3 separate regions of the Mus musculus genome follow, and all the other regions are linked to region 2. Evidence: chromatin contacts called from public HiChIP or PLAC-seq and promoter capture Hi-C data. All regions are on one chromosome and are shown on one strand. The core of a region is the stretch at or near the end of the contact, and the rest is flanking DNA. Distances in the headings are between cores, read along the strand shown.

The links. Promoter capture Hi-C pulls out the DNA fragments that hold promoters and counts their contacts. HiChIP or PLAC-seq counts read pairs in DNA pulled down with a chosen protein or histone mark.
Region 1: an H3K27ac HiChIP or PLAC-seq map of microglia shows a contact between it and region 2, with 4 times the contacts expected there. The contact joins the enhancer-like site here to the promoter of Rbm39 in region 2. A contact is called at or near these places in 1 of 39 promoter capture datasets (hippocampal neurons), 2 of 484 Hi-C or Micro-C datasets (cerebellar granule neurons and cerebral cortex) and 3 of 115 datasets of contacts at active chromatin or transcription factors (embryonic hindbrain, microglia and neural tube).
Region 3: a promoter capture Hi-C map of 3T3-L1-derived adipocytes shows a contact between it and region 2, with 2.6 times the contacts expected there. The contact joins the enhancer-like site here to the promoter of Rbm39 in region 2. A contact is called at or near these places in 4 of 39 promoter capture datasets (the 3T3-L1 cell line, 3T3-L1-derived adipocytes, fetal liver and 1 more), 3 of 484 Hi-C or Micro-C datasets (adipose-derived mesenchymal stem cells, cerebellum and cortical neurons) and 3 of 115 datasets of contacts at active chromatin or transcription factors (SST interneurons, bone marrow-derived macrophages and embryonic midbrain).

Annotation. Positions count from the first base shown.
Region 1 is chr2:156,525,594-156,528,293 of GRCm38.p6, forward strand. Epb41l1 (erythrocyte membrane protein band 4.1 like 1) reads left to right here. Exons shown (of 25, transcript NM_001368800.1): 19 at 1,296-1,400. Among named protein-coding and RNA genes, the nearest start is that of Aar2, 21 kb to the right of the region's middle. Within about 2 kb of position 1,323, at least 2 of the 459 cell types and tissues checked have an H3K27ac peak or open chromatin away from gene starts, as enhancers often do. A contact at or near this core is called in microglia, where this site is marked.
Region 2 is chr2:156,178,965-156,181,664 of GRCm38.p6, forward strand. Rbm39 (RNA binding motif protein 39) reads right to left here and starts at 1,274. Exons shown (of 17, transcript NM_001291114.1): 1 at 923-1,274; 2 at 213-276. The coding sequence starts at 263.
Region 3 is chr2:156,489,155-156,491,854 of GRCm38.p6, forward strand. The region is part of intron 2 of Epb41l1 (erythrocyte membrane protein band 4.1 like 1); the gene reads left to right. It overlaps Gm33977 (a long non-coding RNA gene), which reads right to left. Exons shown (of 3, transcript XR_375167.4): 3 at 563-2,075. Among named protein-coding and RNA genes, the nearest start is that of Gm33977, 8.3 kb to the right of the region's middle. Within about 2 kb of position 1,302, at least 35 of the 459 cell types and tissues checked have an H3K27ac peak or open chromatin away from gene starts, as enhancers often do. A contact at or near this core is called in 3T3-L1-derived adipocytes, SST interneurons, cortical neurons and 1 more, where this site is marked.

The sequences.
Region 1 (2,700 bases), core at 73-2,572, 350 kb after region 2:
GAGCCTCCTACAGCTGGTCTGAACGCTGAGTGGTTTTTCTTGATGCAGGCCAGGGCTCATTTTACCAGGGTCTGGAGAAGGGGCAGTTATTTAAATCCACCAGGTCCTGAGATGTTAGGGCTGGCAGTGGACACTCCAGGAAAAGAGAAGACACAACCTCTGGAGAGGATGCAGGGCCAGCGTCTGAGCTTCTCTGCTTTGTGGCTCCCTTAGTAGAGCTGCACAGAGGAGTCTCAGAAACTCCCCCTTTCCCTTTACCCTAGCAGATCCTCGCCCCCACCCCTAGACAGTGAACACCAGCTTATTCATGCTGGTATCCTACCCCATGCTGTACCCTCTGGGCGGAAGGCTCCTTCTCCCTTTCCGTGCCTCACCGTGATCCAGGACAGCTCACGCACCTCTCTCCGTGCTTTTCTGGCTACCTGGGAGGCAGTACTAGCCCTACAGCATCCTGCTCTGTCCTGCCACTTTGGCTCTAACATTTCCAGCACAGTCAGGGCAATGGCTGGTTGCTCTGCCCTTCTCCCACCAGGTCTTAGCTGTTCTAAGGTACACTCGGTACCAAGGGACGATAAACGAATGAGCAGCTAGATACCAGGATTCTGGAAGAATCTCTCCTTTCTCCCTCTTCCTTCCAACCACATGAAAAGCTAGATCCATTTATCAGACCTACAGTGTGTAAAGCCATGAACTAGGCCTGAGAGTCGAGTCAATAGAAGCTGATCATTTAGCTTGAGACACCTAGGATACGGTTTGTAAAGCCAACTGATGTGTTTTCTCTGGCTTTAATTTTTAAAATTACATTGTGTTTTTTTATATCATAAAAAATATACCAAAGAAAAGCCCACCATGCAGAGGCGACGATAAATCCACACCTGAATGGAATCCCCCATGCTTTCCATATCTTTCGGCCAGCTAGCCTCCTCGCCTGTTCCCATCTGTTGCCTGGCCCCTGGATACTTCCGTGTGTAGTTCTTCCACTGAGCAGCAGTTTGCACGAAGTGACTAAAAGGTGTAGGCGACGTGTGTGTAAGGAGAACGCTGAGCATTGAGTTTAACCACACCAATACAGCCTCAAAAGACATGCAGCCCTGAAGCATGGGGTCAGGCCCTCCTCATGCAGGCAGTGGCCTTGGCTCTCTCTCTTTGGGTCCTTTCTCAGTGACACCAACCATGCCTTTACATACTTTTCCGTGGGGTTGGGAGAGAGCTTTCTCCTCCTGCATCCCTGTTGTCTGTGAAGAGGAGTTGTGTCTAGGCTTGAGTTTTCACGTGTCCCCTTTATGTTCCTGTAGTCTGTGAAAGCAGAAACCATGACCGTCAGCAGTCTGGCAATCAGGAAGAAGATTGAGCCAGAGGCCATGCTGCAAAGCAGAGTCTCCGCTGCAGACAGCACCCAGGTAACCTGTGCCCCTACTGTAACCTGACACAGGGACCGGCCATTTGAACATAGGATCCTCACTGAAGTGGCCAAGCCCTTTGGTCAACCTTTTCCTTCCCTTCATCCTCCCTGAGGTCAGACACGGAACAGGGAAAAACCATGCTTTCCCATCTGTAAATGGGGGTGATGTTGCCTCCCCCCCCTCCTCCTGGGGGTGTTCAGTGCTCATGGCTAGCAGTTTAGAGGCATGGCTTTCAGGCTGCTTGATACGTGTGGAGAGGATCTTTCCAAGGCAGCTTGGGGGAGAGAAAAGGAGACCTCTCAGTCACTGGTTGTTCAGAACAGCTTATCTGGGTCATTTTTTATGCATGGAGGTTCCACATTCGATTGGAAAGATGAACAAACCAGGCCCAAATGACTGAAGAATGTGTTAGTGAGGTGAAACTAGCTTGCACCCTGGAGAAGGCTAGCTTGCCTGGGAACAGCTCACAGCTTAGTGCACACTTCCTGTGTGTCCTCTGTGGCTCTTCAACTTTTAAAATGTATAAGTCTGAGGGATTGCCCCTGGTTCTTCTTGCCACAGGACTTCAGAGCTCAGTCCCTTCTCCTGGTGACCAAGAGCAGAGTCCTTACCTGGGGTTCCACCCCCAGCACAGGCATTCTGAATATGACATAAAATAACACAAATGTATTTTCCAGATTTTTTTCTCCTACTGTTACAGTATGCCAAGTAATGGCTTTGCAGCTGCTCCTGCCGTTAGAGAGTCGTAAGCTGGCTACCCCAGACAGGCCTCTGCCCTCCCTGGCTTGCTTTGTTTTAGCAACCTTTGTTTTTAATGCAAAGGATAAAGAAATCAAAACGACCTTAAATCCCATAACCTGGTGTCATCAAAACATCAAAATGTCCAGTTATAAAAGTCAATAGACTGGATGACATTATCTATATGTTGTCTCCTGGGAGAAGATACTAACACAGATGTTCACATCTGTTCATACTTAAAGTTATTAGATAAATAAGACCACTGACTCTTACAGTATATCCTTTGCCCTCAACAAGCTTAGAATTTACTCAATTGCTGTCTCTGTCTCTATCTGTCTCTCTGTCTCTGTCCCTCCTCCTTCACTTCTGTCTTCATGAGACAGGGTCCCTGTTAGGTATCTCAGACTGGCCTCAAACTTATTGTGCTGCTGAAGGTGACCTTGGGCTTCCTCCTGCTTCTACCTCCCATGTGATGATGAGATTGCAGGTTGCAGCAAATACCTAATTTTTGCATTTTTTAAATGGGGTCTGGGAATAGAACCCAAGCTTCATGCATGCA
Region 2 (2,700 bases), core at 24-2,523:
ATAGATGGGCATTTATTCATCACGCTGAAGTGAAACTACTGCACAATATTATTACATCAATAGCATATATTTACTTTTGTAAGTTACACGTATTGCATCTCTGATAAGGTAATCAAGAGGGCTCCGGGAAGGTTAGTTTACATTTCAGCAGTAGTTTCGTGAATAATGCTAAATTAAGAAATATATTAAAGCTCACTAGCGTGTTTTCTCACCTTCTTGTAAGGGGCCTCAAGCATGGCTTCAATATCAATATCGTCTGCCATTTTCTCTACTCGCCTGGGGAAGAACAAGACAGTCCTGTAAGTACACCTGCAATTCTGCTAAATAATAAAATAAGATAAAATGTCCCCTTGATCTCCCATCCTCAAAGCCTGAGAAAACTCCTTTGAAAGCGCTACGATGGCTAAAATTGTGCGACGCCCATCAGACAAGGCTGCCTTGGGTACGCCAAGTGTCACGTTCCTTGTACCTAAGACAGGAGCAGGACTCCAGGTCGAATTTCAAAAGCCCGCCCGCGAGCGGCTAAAAGCGCCCCCAGGAAGGATGCAGCGGAGCGCTTCCTCACCGCACAAAACCCGCGCTGCCATTTTAGCGGCGGAGGGAGACTCCCTCCGCTGGGAGGGGTTGTGTACCACGGCGGCGTTCCACGGGCGCCATGTTGGGAGGTCGCGACCAGCCCCGGCCCTCGGAAGGACAGATCTTTATCTGACCGAGGTCCCCACGGAGGTCCCGGCCGCTACCAAAAAACGCCCACGACGTCCTTGCCCGAGATGAAGGGCACGGCCGAGGAGAGGTGACCCCACCGTACCGGGAAGGCCCCCTCCCCCTCTGCGCGCCGAGCAAAGCGGCGAAAAGCCTCGGCATCGCGGAGCACCCAGCTCGGGCAGGCGACCCACTCCCCGCCGGCCGCGACGCCCCGTACCTGTGCGGGCTTCCGCGCGCCTGTGCTCGCCACGGGAAGTCGGCTGCCGCCGCCGCCGCCGCTGCTGCTGTCGCTACTGTTAAGCCACTAGGCCCAGGCCGCGGTACCGCCCAACCCGAATATCGGGCCCCGAGGGCGTCTAGGCCCAAGCGAATCTAAAAGAAACAATGGGATTAAAGGAGCCCGCGACGGAGAGCAGGGCAGCGGCTTCGGCAGCTCAGGATCCACCCCTGCGACAGCGTCGGCTAGCTCCCTGAAATGGCGGCCGCTGCTCCTCCGTACTCACAGTCACCAACACATACACACACACAAACACCCGGGGTCTCCCGGAGCCGCAAGCACGGGCTCTCGCGAGAAACTGCCCCGGGTTCCAGACTGGAAAGCACGAACTATCGCGAGATCTCTCACCGCGGCTCCCGGCGACCGTGGCCCAATCTCGCGCAATGATTGCGCCACAGATGATCACAGTTTCCCTTCCCCCAATTCCGAAAGGCTTCTCGGACTCCCCCGCCAGAGCTGCACCCAAGTCTCGCGAGGGTGCGTCCTCTATCGGGCAAAGACAGTTGGTGCCCTGACTGTCAATCTTTGGGAGGATTCCTTGCTGAGTGGTGCATCGTTGCTGTCATCCTGGCTGGTGTCATCTCCTCGCTGGGTGTGAAGGTTTCCCCTCTCAGAGCCGACCCCCACCCCGGACACCCGCCCTCCCACACAGATGGCTGTCAAGGTCGCCATAAGGCAACCTATTATAATACATATGGCTGTGGGCTAAGACAGTCGTGTCCAGACCCACCAGTGGTGAAAACGCATGCAGACAAGAACGAGCTGTACACAGGGGAATGGGAATAAAAAGTACGATTTTCTTGTCGTTTGGTGTCACCAGTTAGATGTGGGCTCGATAGTGAAGCTTCGCAACACCCTTGGAAACCGGAGGCGGTGGCCGGGCTGGGAAGAAACCGCAGTGTGTAGCTTTCTAACCCCTGAATTTAGTCGGGCTCTGAATCGGGGTGGTTTGTGACTTTAAAAGGTCCCCTCACTTTTCCCTAGGATTTTGACTGTGTGAATTTACCGCTTTTGTTTAATTTTTGTTGGATTTTATTTGGTTTGCTTTTTGTGTATTTGGGAGTGGTTAATTCTGTGGTAGAGAAGCTGAGTGATCATTGGAAGGTTTTTTTTTTCTCCCACTTTTACATAATAGAAAACGTTTTGAAATAAAATATCAAACCAGTCTGGAAACCTATCAGCAGCTTAATAATTGAGGGTATAAAAGGTCCAAAATGTCACACCTTGCTTGGTGTAGCCACTCCAACAATGTGACCTTGAGCAAGTAAATTAAGCTCTCCATATATTCCGATTCCTCCTCAAGGGGGGAATATTATAATTAGTAGCAAGGATAAGCTTGACACTAGCCAAGACTGCAAATATTCACTAATTCCCAAGTTTAGCAGGGGATGTATGTCCAGGTGGACTCTCCCTGAAAGCTCGTGAGGAGTAGGAAGAGCATGTGGAATGATGACAGGAAACTTCTTGGGGCTGGCAATGTAATACAGTTGGCAGGTGACTTTTCTAGCATGCCTGGTAGAGCTTGTCTATAGTTATGCACTCAGAAAACAGAAGCAGGGGGATTTCTGTGAATTTGAGGTCAGCCTTATGAGTTCCAAAAAATTTAGCTGATCTGGCTTTCTCTCTCAGATGTGGCACACTGCATGAAATCACTGATAGTTTCCTGCTGAAAGATTAGGCTTTCCAACTTCCCTTGTGGACTACTGAAACTTCTCTGC
Region 3 (2,700 bases), core at 52-2,551, 310 kb after region 2:
TTCTGTGAATTCCAGGACAGCCTGGTCTACAAAGCAAGTTGTGGGCCAACCAGATGTAGAAGGAGATGGAGGTGGAGCAGAAAAGGAGAAGGAATAAAACAGAGGGAAACCCAGGAGGATCCGCGTCCTTTATCACCAGCCCGTGGCATGGCGGCATGTCCTTGGGACGGCGGGGGAAGAAGATCACTTGAGGCCAGGTGTTTGACTCAAGCCTGTCCTGTTCTGATACTTGGAGATAACGTAGCTGATACTCTGCTAAGATGTCCCTTGTAGATACCACTTGACTTTCCAGGATGTGGTGTCCTGACAAGCCTGCCCGCCGTAAGCTGAAATGAATGCATGCTTCATTATTGCCATTTTATTAGTAATATCCTATAGACAGTCAGGACTTCCCAAAGAGACACAGTGGAAGCACAGAACTAGAAGTAAGAAATCCTATTCTCAGAGAGCACGGCAAAGGATGCTGGGTTGTATTCTTGAGTATATTTGTTTTAAGAGTTAGGAACTACCAAGGACCTTGGCGTGAAAGTGAACCAGTCTGATTTGGCGTGGAGATTGCTCTGCTACTCAGGAAGAAAATAACAACCCCAAAATATTGTACTGAAATTTAAAATCCCCAGAAGCGGTGTGCCTGAGTTTTCAAATATAGAAGCCTCAGGATTTTAATAAGTTTATTTGTACAGAATGCGGTCTAGGTGATTTTAATATGCAGTCTTGGAACATACCCACCAAAGGAAATATAATTGCTGCTCATATATGGAGAAATGCGAATGTCGTGGTGATTGGAACAAGAATAAGTGGCTGACACATGTGGGAAATGTAGGACGGGAGCAGAATGTTTTCGTGGAAGTCACACAGGGCTTTTGTTTGTCTTTGGTGACCTAAGAGATTCCACCCTGTCTTCCATAGGTCCATTCTTACCCCCACACCAACATTACGTATTACCACAATGGTATCTGTCGAGTACTGTTCAGTTCTATTTTCCAGTAGATGTGACCCTTAGCCCTGGAAGGAACACCACAGTGTTCAGAGCACAGTGGTAAAAGGCCAAGGGGGAAAGCCAACATGGAATCAGGACAGATGACGCTTGCCAGAACCGTGCAGGGAGAGGAAGGTTCTGCGAGGCTGGAAGGGTGTGTGGATGCTTTGGCGGGGAGACGGCTGGGAAAGGCTTCTTGGAAGCAGGAAGAGTTAAGCCACATATTCAGGAAAGGATGTGGAGTAGGCAGAGCACTTGAGGATGCAGGCTGTGCCGCACACACCGTGAACCTCGGCATGTATCTAGGAGCAAGGCAATTCCCTTGTTTACCTTGTGCAGGCGCGTTATGTAAGGAGACAGTTGAAGACTCATGGGGAGTGCTGAGACGGATGTAATGAGAGAGTCCAAATAAAGGAGTTTGAAATTTTAATGCAGGAAATGATGAGCTGTCAGATTTCAGCTGGAAGGTGGGGATGGGACCGGCAACGGCGAGTCTAGGCAAGCTGAAGTGTTTCTATTCCTGGGCTGAAGCTTTGAATGCTGGCAGTTCTTCTTTTAATGGGGGCTGTGGGGTCCTCAGCATTTATTTACCTAGCTGTTCATATTTTAATGCTTTTATTAGCATATATTAAGTTACACAGTGACAGGTTTTCTGGTTTCACATTGTCATAAGGATCTGTGTGTTTACTAAGATGGGGTCCGATGTGTGGATCGTTGACTTCGTGCCCATTCGCTCAACCGCTTGCTGTGATTTTTGCATGCATTTCTCCTTCTTTCGAGAGGATACGCCTGTATCTATGCATCCAGGCCCCTGGCCGTGGCCTCACTGGAGTTCCTTGGTGTTCCCCCTGGGCCTGAGCTCTTTCTCCTGTGAGGAGGTTATGTTGGGCTTTTTGCTGGGGGTAGTCGAGTGCAGGAGAGAGAAGATGGGCCTGCCGTTCAGATCCGGAGAGCTAGGCCACAAGTGGGGAGGAGAGCAGACTGAAGAAGCTAAGGGGCACGTTTTTGAAGATGTGACTCAAGTCTTACCTGTGACAGAAGTGGGGTAGAGTATTTCTCAGGTGGTGTCCAGTTTAGCACTGGCTTACCAGAGGATCTGCAGGAAAATTTGGAATAGTCACTTGAAATTCCTCTCCTAGCTATTTCCAGGGAGCTACAGGTTGAGGAAAGAGTTCCAAGAGTCTGGGCTGAAGCCAAACAGAGGACCCAGGAAGGGGATTTGTGGATGTACCCCATACCCCAGGGGCTGCCTGGACACCAGGGTCGTGTAAATTCTGCTTGCCACAGCCCAAAGTGTCTACATATATGCTGTTGGATTTTTAAAATAATATAAAGTATTTGTTTTATGACATGTATATTTGCTCTCTCTCTCTCTCTCTCTCTCTCTCTCTCTCTGTGTGTGTGTGTTAGTGTTGGTGATGGTATAGGCTCTAAGAGGGAGCTGGATGTCCTCCCTCCCACCCTGCAGCTGGAGTTCCAGGTCGTTCTGAGCTCCCTGGTGTGGGTGCTGGGAATTGAACTTCGGTCCTTTGCAAGAATAGCAGGTGCTCTTAACCACTGGGCTCTCTCGCCACCCATCTTTGGATGTTTTTAAACACAAAACTATGTAAAGAGCTTTTACCCATTGACCCCACCAGACCAGGACTGGCAACCCTCAGGGCTGAAGGAAGGAAGGTCCTGGGCTCAGCAGGCAGGACTGTGACCCTGCATGGGCTTGAACT